2 separate regions of the Mus musculus genome follow, and region 1 is linked to region 2. Evidence: chromatin contacts called from public HiChIP or PLAC-seq data. All regions are on one chromosome and are shown on one strand. Each heading gives the region's core, a stretch centred on a gene start, on an enhancer-like site or on the middle of the called end of the contact. The rest is flanking DNA. Distances are from core to core; before and after follow the strand shown.

The links. HiChIP or PLAC-seq counts read pairs in DNA pulled down with a chosen protein or histone mark.
Region 1: an H3K4me3 HiChIP or PLAC-seq map of forebrain shows a contact between it and region 2, with 4 times the contacts expected there. The contact joins two enhancer-like sites. A contact is called at or near these places in 3 of 39 promoter capture datasets (the C10 cell line, liver and second pharyngeal arch cranial neural crest), 2 of 15 datasets of contacts at CTCF or cohesin (large pre-B cells and pro-B cells), 10 of 484 Hi-C or Micro-C datasets (B cells, CD4 T cells, CD8 T cells and 3 more), 4 of 115 datasets of contacts at active chromatin or transcription factors (embryonic basal ganglia, forebrain, large pre-B cells and 1 more) and 1 of 9 other capture datasets (embryonic stem cells).

Annotation. Positions count from the first base shown.
Region 1 is chr7:101,413,173-101,416,480 of GRCm38.p6, reverse strand. No RefSeq gene overlaps it. Among named protein-coding and RNA genes, the nearest start is that of Pde2a, 36 kb to the left of the region's middle. Within about 2 kb of position 1,425, at least 52 of the 459 cell types and tissues checked have an H3K27ac peak or open chromatin away from gene starts, as enhancers often do. A contact at or near this core is called in the N1E-115 cell line, embryonic basal ganglia and forebrain, where this site is marked.
Region 2 is chr7:100,892,958-100,896,535 of GRCm38.p6, reverse strand. All of the region lies in intron 1 of Arhgef17 (Rho guanine nucleotide exchange factor (GEF) 17), which reads left to right. Among named protein-coding and RNA genes, the nearest start is that of Mir3102, 12 kb to the right of the region's middle. Within about 2 kb of position 1,780, at least 124 of the 459 cell types and tissues checked have an H3K27ac peak or open chromatin away from gene starts, as enhancers often do. A contact at or near this core is called in the N1E-115 cell line, embryonic basal ganglia and forebrain, where this site is marked.

The sequences.
Region 1 (3,308 bases), core at 176-2,675, 520 kb before region 2:
GGCGGGGGTCTCCTCCTGGACTCTGCACACTCTAATCTAGGGCAGAGACAAGTCTTTACAGGACCAGAAAGCAACCATTGTGCACAGGTTGCAAAGTCCTCCCTATGTCTAGGCACTTAAGGAAGGGTCTACCCCACCCCACCCCACCCCACCCCCCAAAACTAGCTCTCAGGTTTCTAGACAACCTAAGGCCAGATTCTGATGAAGCTGTAGAACCTGCCAGGGACTCCTCTTCAGCAAGGAAGACACAAATGAGAAAAGGGTACCTGCCAGGACGGGTTGTCCCAAGCCTATCTGTCCTTGGTAGGCCACTCTCTGGCCACCCTGGGTCTCCCAAGGGTGAAGTGAGAGAACACACGAAGCCTTGGCACAGCAGGTATTCCATATCCTCACTGGCAAGGCAAAGGGCTAGTTGGGGGTTTCACAGGGAGTCCAAACTCACATTGAGCTGACTTCTCTGCCCTGAGTAAACTGACATGGGTGGCCAACTATGAAGTCTGTGGGGCCCTAGGCAAGCCCCTGAGCTCTGTTGGTGTTTGCAGTATCTTTCCTGCAGTGTCCAGGGAGCATCAGAGCCTTCGTTCGAGTCCTGCAGCCCACAGTGCAGTGAGTCAAGGAGGGGTAGGACTAGAACAGGTTGCAGGCAGATGCGGTGACCAGCACTGGGCACCAGCACAAGGCCCACAGCCATCAGGCCCATGGGGTTCCTCCTACGCACCCCCCCAAACCCCGGAGGAGGAAGGCTGTGCCCACCCAGACTGTGTTGCCATGACGCTCACTGGTCTCCATGGTTCCAGGCACACAGCCCTCCCCTCATCAAGAGGAGGGCTGAAGGTGACAGGAGCTGAGGAGATGTGGGTTCCTGGCACCCCCTCCTAGTCTATCTCTCTGCCTGGATCCTTGGGGTTCCTCGACTTGAACCTCCGGGAGACAAAGCAGAGAAGAATGACAGTTTCCACTTCAGAGTCAAAAGAGTGACAAAGAGGGGACTTATGCATAGAAGACAGTCAAGATTGCAGGGGAGTGGCAGAGGGGGGAGGGAGGGCGGAATGGCAAGAGGGAGGGCACACTCAAGTCACCAGGCAGAGTGCCTCCCAGCTGATAAGGAGTGGGAGGTACAGTCCTCAGGCCCAGCTCTTTGGTCTGTGGGTGGGGGTGGGCGGACAGAACAGAGGAGGAGGAGGTGGGGGAGGGGCAGCAGCAGGAGGGAGAACAATTTTCCTAGAGAGCTCTTTGTGTGTGGATGTCCCTCCTCCACGTGCTCTGTGTGTGTGTGTGTGTGTGTGTGTGTGTGATGCACTTGAGTTATGGCAGTGCAAGCTGAGGTGTGCAGGCACGTGTGTGCAGAGCATGAGTGTGTGCCTGTGGCCTGTGTCACTGTGTCTCCAGGGTGATAAATACAGCAGTAGGAGCTGTAACCAGGGCAGAGGAAGTGTGGAAATTTCCACAGGCTGAAAGTAGCATAGAGGAGGGCACATGCCAGGGCCAGTGAGCTCTTCAAGGAGCCATCCCCCTGGTTGGTTAGCTGGGTACAAATCCTCCCCATGTTTTCATAGAACATGGACACTGGGAACAAGAATCCAAAGGCATTCCCTGACAGGAGAGGCAGGGAGATTCTGACCAGCTCTGTGTGGGTGTGGGTGCGCACGTGCATGCATGTGTGTCAGTGAGACAGAAACAGTCACACAGTCTGAGAGTAGGATCTGGGTCATTCAGGTCACTAAGTACTTAAGTAGTAGAAAAGATGCTGTTTTCTGGTAGGGACAAGATCCTAAAGGGCCCATTAGACAGGGATGTAGTCGTGTCTCCTAGGTAGCCAGTAGAGCTAAGACCTGACAGCTAGGGTGTGGAGGGGAGGCCTTAGGGTGTCTGGTGCTGAGGGTGTGAGGCCCTGGGGTTGCATGGGTGTTAAGATCCAGCTACAACAGGTCCTTACTTCAGGCCATCTACATTTGTCTGTCTCTCTTCAGCATCCCCTACCCTCCAGGCTTCAGGACATGAGCCCTTCATGAATCCCTCTGAGCAGCATCCTCTCTCCTCAAGGGTTTCCTCCTCCCCCACACCACTTACTCATCTGCCCCACGTGTGCGGCAAAAGCTCTGCACACAGCAGGTATTCAACAAGTGCTTGGTGAGTGAGGGCTGAACACAGGAAGTAGTCACTAAGTGCTGGCTGAACCTCTCAAGCTCTTCTCCTGTATGTCACAAAGATGTCACTGCGGATATATCTAGGAAGACTAGCAAGGGGCACGGCTGGCACTTCACACTTACCTGCGCCTGCTCATTCAGTGTTCCCAGGAGGCTATCGGGATGCAGCTTAGCTCCAAAGGACAGAGAGCACACAGACGATCAGAGATCTAAGTAACTGTCAAAGCCACGTGGACTATAAAGGATATCTGCCTACCCATCTATGCTTTCCAAAACAGAACTGTGGGCAGGCAGCAATAAGAGCCAGGGGGTAGGAAAGAGGTTCCATGCCCCCTCCAGCCCCAGGGTTAGTACGGAGGTAGCAGGGTCCAGCTTTACCCCCACCTGTCTCACTACAGCCTGTGTACCCAGAGCTCCCTGGAGCCAAGGGTTCCTGGGTCCTCACTGCTGGATATCATGCAGAGTGGGAGGGTTGAAATGAAGGAGCCAGAAGAGAGAAAGGCAGATACCCCAGCCCTCTTCTGCCCCATATCCTACCCTGCCCACTTTTCCCCAACACTCCACCAGCAATGCTCGGTGCCCAGGCTGTGCCCTACTACAGCCTTTTCTCTCAGAGTTCCCTCCCTATTCTCCTCCCCAACATCCAATCCCACCCCCAACCACACTCCTCCAGGAAGTCCTTCCTCCTTCAGGCTCCCACCCCTAACTCTGGGCTCCTCCCATCCCAAGCAACCTAAAGTACCAAGTGCATCCCTCCCTTCTGGCACTGGCTCCAGTATTAGGAATCCTTGAGACAACAGAACCTTCTGCTCTGCCCCCCCCCCCCAACACTGTAGTCACAGGTATTTTTCACGAAGGTTGAGTCTCAATCCTGCAGGGATGTGACCTCACGCCAAGGGAAAGCACTCTACAGTGTCACATAGTGCTGGCTACGGGGAGCGCTCACAAAAGGGGAGAACAGGCTAAGAGCAGGAGGAAAGCTGAGGAGACTCTAATGTCAGGCAGGGAAAGCTGAGAGCAGAGGCTCAGGCTTAGGTTTGCATTCTGTAGGCATTGGGCGAAGGGCTCCTCTCATGTCCTAGAGCCCAGGAGATCAAAGCAAAGCACCTCTACTGTGCTGTCTTACAACACATCACTAGTTGCTGGCCAGAGGCAGGGCTG
Region 2 (3,578 bases), core at 531-3,030:
CGCCGTTTGCTCGGTGTGCAGACGGCCTCAAGTTCAATCTTCAGTACCGGTAGCAAAACTTAAAGGTGCTAGGGACAAACTAAGTTGGTGCATTACCTGTGTGGCATACACAAGACCCTGGATCCAAGCGGGGGCATGCTACAAACCAGGCACGGTAGTGCATGCCTGTAGTCCCAGAACTGGGAAGGTGCTTACAGAGGAGTCAGTTCAGGGTCCTCCTCCACTACATGGCCCTTAGGCTACATGAGACCTTGGGTGGGGGGGGTCCCTGGTATGGGTGCCAGGGTCCAACACCCTCTTCCGGTCTCCATAGACACCAAGCAGGTATACATGCAGGCAACACACTCATACATGTAGATTAAAAATATGCAAGTATTTTTTTTTAAGTTCCTTAGAATGGGGTGTGGAGTCTGGGCTAATGAAGCAGGGCTGGATAGAGGGATGCAGGGACCTCCACACTGAAAAGATGCTCAGAAATGTACCCATGCTGACTGGCCAAGGGGAAAAGCAAAGCTATTGAGACCAACCGTCTGTTACGTGTGTTCAGTGCCTTGGCTTACCAAGAACCCTTACCTCAGGGAGCCAGCAGTCTCCTGGGTGAAGGTGGGCATCAATCCATTATTACAGACTATCTGTGGTTAAGATAAGAAAACTGAAGATCTTGGAGAACACAGAACAGGCACATAACACCTACCTCGAAGACCGGAGGGCTTCCTAGAAGAGGTGACATTGTGTAGAGCAGTTGAGTGAAGACATTGGTTGCTAAGGAGAGGGAACGGGCTTAGGTCAAGGCCCCCAGGCAAGGGAGAGGTGACTTTTCTAGACACAGAGAGTTGGCTAGGGTGAAACAAAGAAGTGTGTAGGAGTGGGAACAAGGGTGAGCCTAGCTTGTGTGATCGAGGTTCATTAACTGCTCAGGAAATCCAGAGAGAACGGGTTGGAGAGAGGGAGTCAGATGCAAGCTTGGTGAGTGTGGGAACCCACAATGTTGAAGGAGGTGGAGCTAGTGAGGAGTAAGACACAGTATGGACCCCCTTCCTGGTGCCCAGTGGGATTTGGTGTCAAAGTTGTTTCTCACCACACCCCAGTCCTACTTAAATGGACCCTGGAGTAGATTCTAGCCTCGTCCTGGCATTTGTGGAAGGAGCCAGAAGATGGAGGATCACATTTAAACAAAAGCCAGGAAGTTGGTGGAGGGCAGATTTGGGGGTGGGGGTGGGGCTTTCCCAGTGAGGGTCTTGGGGAGAGGCACTGGAAGGGAACAGGACTGGAGCCAGGTAGAGAACACCTGGGGGAGATGGTGGTAGGGATAGGGGTGACTTAATGTGGGTGATTTGTGTGACAGCCTCTCTCTATCACACTCAAATCCCTCTCTCACTGGCTGGGGCCAGTGAGGTTTTCAGCCATCCCGTATTTGATACCTACATGGAACGGTGCCTGCGTCTGCCACACTGCAGTTGTTGATCAAGAAAGTCGCATTATTGTGAAAGATGGTGGGTCAGGCTCCTGGGTGTCAGGAATTGGGGATCTGTATGTGAGAGTGCACTTGACCCTACCCTACCCCCCCCCCCCCGGGCCTGTTCTATGCCAGCTCTATTCATCCATGGCTCCTGGGTGTAGATCTGTGTGTGCGCACTAGATACACTGTGGACGCGTCTTTATCCGCGAGTGTGTGTGACTTGTGTCCTGAGGCGGGGGTGCGAGGTCCCGAGGCACTGAGCCTGTTGCGGGAGAAGGGGCGGCGCGCAGAGGGCGGGACTCTCCCCCTGCGACGCCGCGCGCACTCCCTGCGCGGAGGAGGCCGCAGCGCCACCGCGGGCTGCGCCCTCACTGACGCTGCTACTCAAGCCGCCACCACCACCGCGGCGGGGCTAAGGCCCCCGAGGAGCGCGGGTGGGAGGGGGCCCTCCGACTCTGCGCAGTACCCGCCCCGGCGGCAGCCCGGCCGCATGCTTCAGATGGTGAAGACCCTGGCCCAGTTCACCATCGCGCTGGAAGACATGCGCGATCTGGGCTCGGCCGCCGCCTCCGGGGAGTCCGCCGGGGGCGGGGACGGGGGCTCTGACACCGCGGAGGAGCCGGGGGAGGCCCAGGTACTGGGAGGGGGAGGGGCAGCCGGGAACTTGGGTCTTGGCCTAGGATGCTGCAGACCCAGGAGATGGGGTAGCGTAGGCCGATGCTGGAGAACAGGGCCTGGAACTTAGCTCAGAAACCAGGACCTGCCTGCCTGTCAGTGCCCGGGTTGAGGAGAGCTGACCTCAGATGTAGGCAGAGAGATTGATGAGCCTCCTCCCCATGGCCAACCGGCACAGCCAACTCTGGCTGCACTAGTTGGGTTGGCAGGGTCAAGGCCCAAGACAGTACTCTCTTGTCAAATGGGTCAGGTGAAAGCAGATTTGTTCCTGGGACACCTTGGGTCCCCAGGAAAGCCAGATTTACAACCTCCCTCAGGGTTGAAGGGCCCCAACTGCACCACCACTTTGCCACTGGGACCCTGGGGCCTGTCCCCATCTCTGCCTCCAGTGGCCTTTCTGGAAACTGGAGGAGGCTGGGACCAGGGATGCTGCCTTGTTTTTGTGTTTGTCTGGGCCCTGACTCTGTTCCGTGCTATGGGCACAATGGGGACTAGGCCTAATCCGGGTACTGTACTGTGTTTTGCATACGTGTCTCCAATGCTCCAGGAGTCTGGGCAAAAGGGCCTACCTCGCAGCTGGATAACTAGGCTTCATTTTTGTCTTGATGTGGGGCATCTGGCCTTCATAGCCTCTCTATGAATCTTTCTTCACGCTGTCTTTGGGTTTAATGACAGGAGAGTCCCCCTTACCAAGTTCCTGCCGTGTCCACCTTCCCACGGGCCCCCTTGGTCCCCATGCCAGGGTCCTGTCTGTGGCTACTGAAGGGTTAGGGGATCCCGAGGGAAGCAGGCTGAAGGGCTGGCCAGCCTGGAACAGGTGGGCCTGCCGATCTGGTTGACAGCTGCTTTGTCCCTCCATCTCCTGCTTCCCCTGTCCCCCGCCCCCCTGCACTGCTCCCGTGTCCGGACACGTGCAGAGGGTGCTCCACGCAGTGACAAGGAGCTGGCCTTGTTTTCTGTGCGTTACCTGACAGCTGAATGACAGCCCACTGTGCTTTGCAGTGGGGAGGAGGCCGGGAGAGGCGGCTGCATTGCAGCGTCAGCTCCCTCTACCCCCAGTCTCCCGGCCAACCGGCTCAGTGCCAGCCCTCCCCCTCAGGAAACTTCTCTGACCATGACCCAGGTTGGGGGTGGCTGGCCAGTGAGTGTGGGCAGGGGACAGTAGCAGTGTGGCCCAAAGCCTGGTCTGGCTCTCCTGTCGGTCAGAAAACCTCCAGTGAAGTCTCAGGGAAGTGGAATGAGAAGGGACAGCTAGGGTCGCTGTGTGTGGGGGGCACCTCCCTGCTCCCCACTGCAGAACATGGAGCCTGTGTGGTACCAGGAACAAAGGGTTTTTATTCCTTTTCATGAAGGAGGATGGCAGCAGGGCCACGAAAGTCACACAGTGGGGAAGAGCAGAGCTGGGGAGCTCTGTGGCCCGAGGTTCCTGGTAGTGGGAGCATAG